Regions from separate parts of the Sus scrofa genome. Here region 2 is linked to region 1. The links are chromatin contacts, called in public HiChIP or PLAC-seq maps. All regions are on one chromosome and are shown on one strand. Each heading gives the region's core, a stretch centred on a gene start, on an enhancer-like site or on the middle of the called end of the contact. The rest is flanking DNA. Distances are from core to core; before and after follow the strand shown. Region 1 overlaps PRKAG2 (5'-AMP-activated protein kinase subunit gamma-2). Region 2 overlaps PRKAG2 (5'-AMP-activated protein kinase subunit gamma-2).

Region 1 (2,700 bases), core at 12-2,511:
CCCGGGTGGGCTGGAGTTTGCTGGGCCAGGGGTTTGTTAGAGTCGCCCTCTGAATGATGAAGAAGCTGGGGAGAAGGGGGACGCAGCCGTAACTGGGGCCTGAGAGAGCACGAAGGCTGACAGAGCTGCCAGCAGCCCGGCGAGCTGGAAAGACACCCTGATTTGAGGCCAAGCCCTGGGCTTTCAGGGGCGTGCTGGGAACTTAGCAGTTACCCTGGGCCCTGGTGCCGGCATCCAGCCCACGCCCTCAGCCCCTGAAGAGCTGGCCCAGTGTGTGCACAGGGCGGGGTCCACCCCACCCCATGAACCCCAGACTGTTCATACTGTGTTGAGTCTGGCAGATGCAATGCCTGCAATTTCTGTCTCCAGGGGCCCAAAGCCCCCACGTGGGCCTGTTCCGGGGGTTGGCAGGCCAAGATTGCCTTGCACACTGGCCTGAGGGCTGGGCCAGTGCCCAGCCTGCAGCTTCTGCTCAGACCGCCAGCTTTCAGCTCACTTTGGGAGCTAAATTAGGCTGCTACCTAACTTTCCCGTTCAGGAGGTCAAGTTTCATCTGTCCATTCCACTGATGGCTAAACCGAGGCTCAGGTTATGCAGGAACAGCCCTACGGGCCATAGAGCTGGAGTTTGCACTGAAGAGTTTGCAGAATGAGCTGAAAGGGGGGCAGGGGCCCTGTTTCCTCCCAGTGCATTCAAAGCCCCTGGCACAGCATCCAGCTCCACGCTGGCCTCAGCGAGTTCCCCGTGATCACGTGTGCAAGGAACACCCAGGACAGCCCATCACCCACACTGCTGGAGAGGGTCGCCCTCTCTGGGGCTCTCACAGGTCATTCACGCTGGGGCATCACCTTGTCCTCCCCAGGCAGTTGGTGGGTTTTTCTCAAACAGCTTCCTTGGGGAAAGGAAGGCAGGAGAGCTCCAGAGGGGACAGACTTCGTGACTCTGTGGTCACGTCAGAGGGAGCAGGTGAAGCTGTGACATGTAATAAGAGCAGGTGACCAATGCTTTAATTTACACAACACCAAGTCATCAGACTGTGCCCAGCTGCGGGCTCCATGCCCAGGGGACACACCCCCACCTCCCTCCTCCAGTTATGTCACCATGGCAGCCTCACCAGGTGTCATGTAAATGTCACATTACCCTTGGGAGGGCGGCCCAGATAGCACATCGGAAACTTGGCCCCAGGATGCAAGGACTGTCTGACGCCTCCCTGGACTCCCTCCCGCCGCCAGCCTGATGACCCGTCCCGGGTCCTGTGACTGTGGCTCTGCCTCCCGTGCACACCCAGAGCCCAGAAGAGGGGACAGGCACTGGCCTGGGCTGAGGCAGATGGATTCTGACCAAGAGGGACAGCAGGAAACCTTTAGGAAGGGAGCATGCTACAGTGCCTCTGGCTCCCCGTTCTGGGCCCTTGACATCCTGCGTGCAGGGCTCACGGAAGCCAGGCTGCGGGGCTCCAGGAGGCCACTGCCACCTCAGGGAAGGGCCGTCAGAAGAAATGGGCAATAACAAGCAATAGGGAAGCTGCGGGGGGATTTTTAAAAAAGCACTCTGTGTGGTCTGGCATACGCTGGAGTACTAGTCAGCCTCAAAAAGGGCCACATCCTGGAGCTCCCGCTGTGGCGCAATGGGATCAGCGGCGTCCTGGGATCCCTGGGACCCAGGTTCAGTCCCCAGCCCGGCCCAGTGGGTTAAGGCTTAGGTCTGTGGCTGAGGCCTCAACTTCGGCGCAGATGGATCCCTTGCCCCAGGAGCTCCATATGCTGTGGCACCAAAAAGCGGGAGGTGGGGGTGCTACACCTTCTGACACAGGTTGCAGTCTGCAGGAACCTCGAGGGCAGGATGCTGCGTGACAGAATCCATCACAAAAGGACAGACGCTGCACCATCCCACTCACACGAAGGACTAGAGGAGGCAGATTCATAGCGACGGAAGGTGGCCGCCAGGGGAGGGGAGACAGTGTTTCACGGGGACAGAGTCTCAGTCTCGGGAGATGACGAAGTTATGGGCCTGGATGGTGGTGGTGGTTGCACAGCAGCTGAGCGTGTTTAATGCCGCTGAACCAAACACTTCAAAACAGTTAAGACGGTAGATTTGATGGTCTGTGGGGCTTTTTTTTTTTTTTAACCACAATTAAAAATATGTTTTAAAAGATTCGAGAGTTCTGATCAACAAATTAGCTTATTGAGAAAGGTTTGCTAACATTCTTGCCAGCTATTCATAAGTGTTCATGTGCTTGGCTTATAGGTTTCTAAACAAAACCAAAGCACGGTTTTTACAAATGCAGAGAAAATATAAGGCAGCCCTGAAGGGGTGCAGAGGCAGGGAACCCTCTGCGAGGCCTGGAGGGGCCGTGTGGTCGGGGCGGGCCAAGGGCAGCTCCAGGGAGAGGCAGGAGCCTGGGAGGAGAGGTGGGCATTTTCACTCCTGCAGATGCCACTCTGGGGCAGCAGCCACCTGGCGAGGGCCTGGCACCTGCACCTTTGCTCTGGAAACCCCATGCGCCCCTAGGGGAGCCCCAGGGCCTCCTGCACCGGCCCTGGGCCCTTCTGTCTGCTCGGTCCTACCAGGAGCCCCGTGAAGATAATGTGACCTGTCAGGACCACAGTGCTGCCCTGAGCCCCGCCCAGCGCTGTGTCTGCCCAGAGGCTCGGAACGTGGGGCCTGAGCTTGACCTCTTCTTCCCGGTCTCCAGCTGAG
Region 2 (2,700 bases), core at 162-2,661, 78 kb after region 1:
CTGTCTGTGGATCCGAACATTCTCATCCTGGCCATGTGCCTGCAGGCCAGCTCCCGTGAGCCCCGTCACCCCACTGGCATCAGTGGACCCTCGCGCGAGCAGCCCCTGCAGATCGCAGCCAGCACGGAGCTTTGCACACATGGAGGGGCTTCCTGCCCTCAGACGTTTCTCAAAGGCCTGCGGAGGGAGTGACCCCCAGGCCCCTTTGGGGACTGTAAGCTGGGCTGGTGCCCAGGCCGCCTGCGCCGAAATCTCCCCGAGTCTGTGGCTTTGCGCTTCCTTATGGTGCCTCCGGAGTTTCTGGCTCCTCGGCCTCCTTGATCGGGCACTTGGCAGAGCCCCGCATTTCACAGGCAGTCGGCTCGGAAGGCTCTAGAGCCGTTTCCAGCTGCGTGCGCAGAACATCAGGTCCACAGTTCTGGTAAATCCCCCTGTATCAGACCGCCACCAAATGCAGTGTTAAACTCCCTCTCTGGGGTCTAATGTTATTCGAAGCTGTTCCCACACTTACTTCCAGGTTCCTGCAGACGCGAAGCAGCAAACCTCATCATTCTTTCCGTGGGTGTGTACAGAGAGGTCCCATGTACCCCACACCCGGTTCCCTCCGTCTTTGCCACCTTACACGTGGATGGTCACTTGTCACAGATAATGAACCAGTGTCGATGCGCAGTCCCTGCCTGAAGTCCGTCGTTCAGGTTTCCCCGTTTTACCCGATGCCGGTTTTCTGCCCGAGGATCCCATTCAGGTTGCTCTGCACAGTCGTCATGTCTCCTTAGGCTCCTTTTGGCTGTGGCAGTTTTTCAGATGTTCTTAGGTCTGGGGACCTGGACAGTTTCAAGGAGCTGGGCCGGTGGTCTCCGGGGTGCCCCCAGCTGGAACTGGTCTGACTTTTTCTCAGGGTCAGACTTGGGTTATGGGCTTGGGAAGGACGAGCACAGAGGACAGGTGCTGTCACCCTGACCTCCACGTGCTGATGGGAACCTCTGCCACCCGGTGCAGTCTGCTTCTCAGCTTCCTCTTCCTCCTTTCCACACTGTCTCCTTGAGGAGAAGGTGGGGAGCGGAGGACAGGGTGGCCGCTTGAGTTAGAATTCCTCCGCAGGGGACGTTTCTCTCCTCCCCCCCATCTATGTGGTCATTTCTAACAGCACACACTTGGTTTGCTTTTGAATTGTTCTGCCAACATGGTAACACAAGGAAAGGCAAGTCTGGGTTTCAGCTGCACAGCTGACAGCCCTGTTTGTGTCCTAATGGATAAGAGGCATCCGTGATGTATGTTTTGGCAACTCAGGGAGTTAATGGCTCATCGTGGACCTTGAAAGAATGTCAATGAAATCCTAGTCCGCCTGGCGCAAGGGTTCTGGTTGTGTGGGACGCCTCTTGTGGGCCAGGCCACCTGTTACCCCAGTCACTGCTGCCTTGCGTGGTGCAGCGGGTGACACCTCCGTTCCTTACCCAGCGGAGGCCAAGCCGGTGGGTAAAGACCTCTGCCTTGCACCCCAGGGAGGACTGTCCTTGGCAGATGCCAGTGGAACGGAGTGTCGGTCCCCTGACCTGGGGGCAGCTCCATCACCACCCTTGTACTGGCTCCCCCTGCCAACCCGTGTCGCTTGGGCACCTGGGATCGCCTTCTTAAACCACATGCAGACCAGGCTCTGCTTGCCGGGAGCCCAGCTAAGAAACCAGTAGGACGCCAGAAGGTTCTTTCACTCTGAGCTCATCAGCATTTGGGACAGTGACTGGAATACTGATTTTGTTGATAGCATCATCACAGTAACAAACAACCTGAAACCAGGAGAGACGGTGAAAAATAACTGATATCCAGAAAGATCCCTCAATAAGCTAAATTATTCCTCAGACCAAGTGGTAAGCAGCTGGCATCCAGAACAAAGGTTATTACAGCACATCAGGATTCCAGAAAAGACGACGGGGCGGGGTTAGGACTGTGGGGATAGAACTGAGGCTGACCCGATGTGGCCTTCCTCCCACCCCCAGGCTACACGGGTGTGTGCTCACGCCAGCCGCCAGCAGAGTGTTCACCACAGAAGCACAGATGATGGTTTTAAATGCCAGGTCGTTTAAAAGCAGACCAGAAAATCTGACGTAAAACCCGCCGTCTCTGGTCGCTGATCCTTGTGGCCTTGTCCTGCTCCCCAGAAACACCAGCTCAGCTGCTGAAAGTGCCACTCCGTGCCATGCTGCCACCACCCAGTCACTTTGGACACTTTCTTCTTCCTGGTGCTTGTTCCTTGTGTGGCTTCCCTCCCCCCGCCCCCCAGTGTAACTGTGTCTCAGTCCTGGGGGCGCGTCTGCGAGTGTCCCTGAGCCCCGGGGTCTGCGGGGCTGGCCTTTCCTGTTGGTAGAGTTCGGTGTTCTTCCCGGAGCTCAGAGCTCCTCCGCTTTGTTTGCCGTGAACACCTCCGGCTGCTTCATGCTCCCATCTTCTAAGTTCTCCATGGGATTCCCGCGCGCACAGACTTGACCCAGACAGCTTCACACCCCTCGGAGCCACTCCCGCGTCCTGCTCGTCACCGTCCCCTGAGAGCCTCGTACCCTCCCCTGGCCTTAGCGCGAGCCTCTCTGCTTTGTAGATGTAGTCCTTGTGGGTGGCGCTCTTTCTCCAGCAGCCTCCTGTCCCAGTCCCCGCAGGCCGCCCTGACGGCCCCACGGACGGGCGGCTGAAGGTCGGGGGAGGCCTCTC

Evidence for each region. HiChIP or PLAC-seq counts read pairs in DNA pulled down with a chosen protein or histone mark.
Region 2: a contact with region 1 is called in an H3K27ac HiChIP or PLAC-seq map of skeletal muscle. The contact joins two enhancer-like sites. A contact is called at or near these places in 1 of 5 promoter capture datasets (liver), 1 of 47 Hi-C or Micro-C datasets (liver) and 1 of 2 datasets of contacts at active chromatin or transcription factors (skeletal muscle).

Annotation. Positions count from the first base shown.
Region 1 is chr18:5,634,355-5,637,054 of Sscrofa11.1, forward strand. All of the region lies in intron 3 of PRKAG2 (5'-AMP-activated protein kinase subunit gamma-2), which reads left to right. Among named protein-coding and RNA genes, the nearest start is that of RHEB, 140 kb to the right of the region's middle. Within about 2 kb of position 1,262, at least 10 of the 83 cell types and tissues checked have an H3K27ac peak or open chromatin away from gene starts, as enhancers often do. A contact at or near this core is called in skeletal muscle, where this site is marked.
Region 2 is chr18:5,712,175-5,714,874 of Sscrofa11.1, forward strand. All of the region lies in intron 6 of PRKAG2 (5'-AMP-activated protein kinase subunit gamma-2), which reads left to right. Among named protein-coding and RNA genes, the nearest start is that of RHEB, 66 kb to the right of the region's middle. Within about 2 kb of position 1,412, at least 4 of the 83 cell types and tissues checked have an H3K27ac peak or open chromatin away from gene starts, as enhancers often do. A contact at or near this core is called in skeletal muscle, where this site is marked.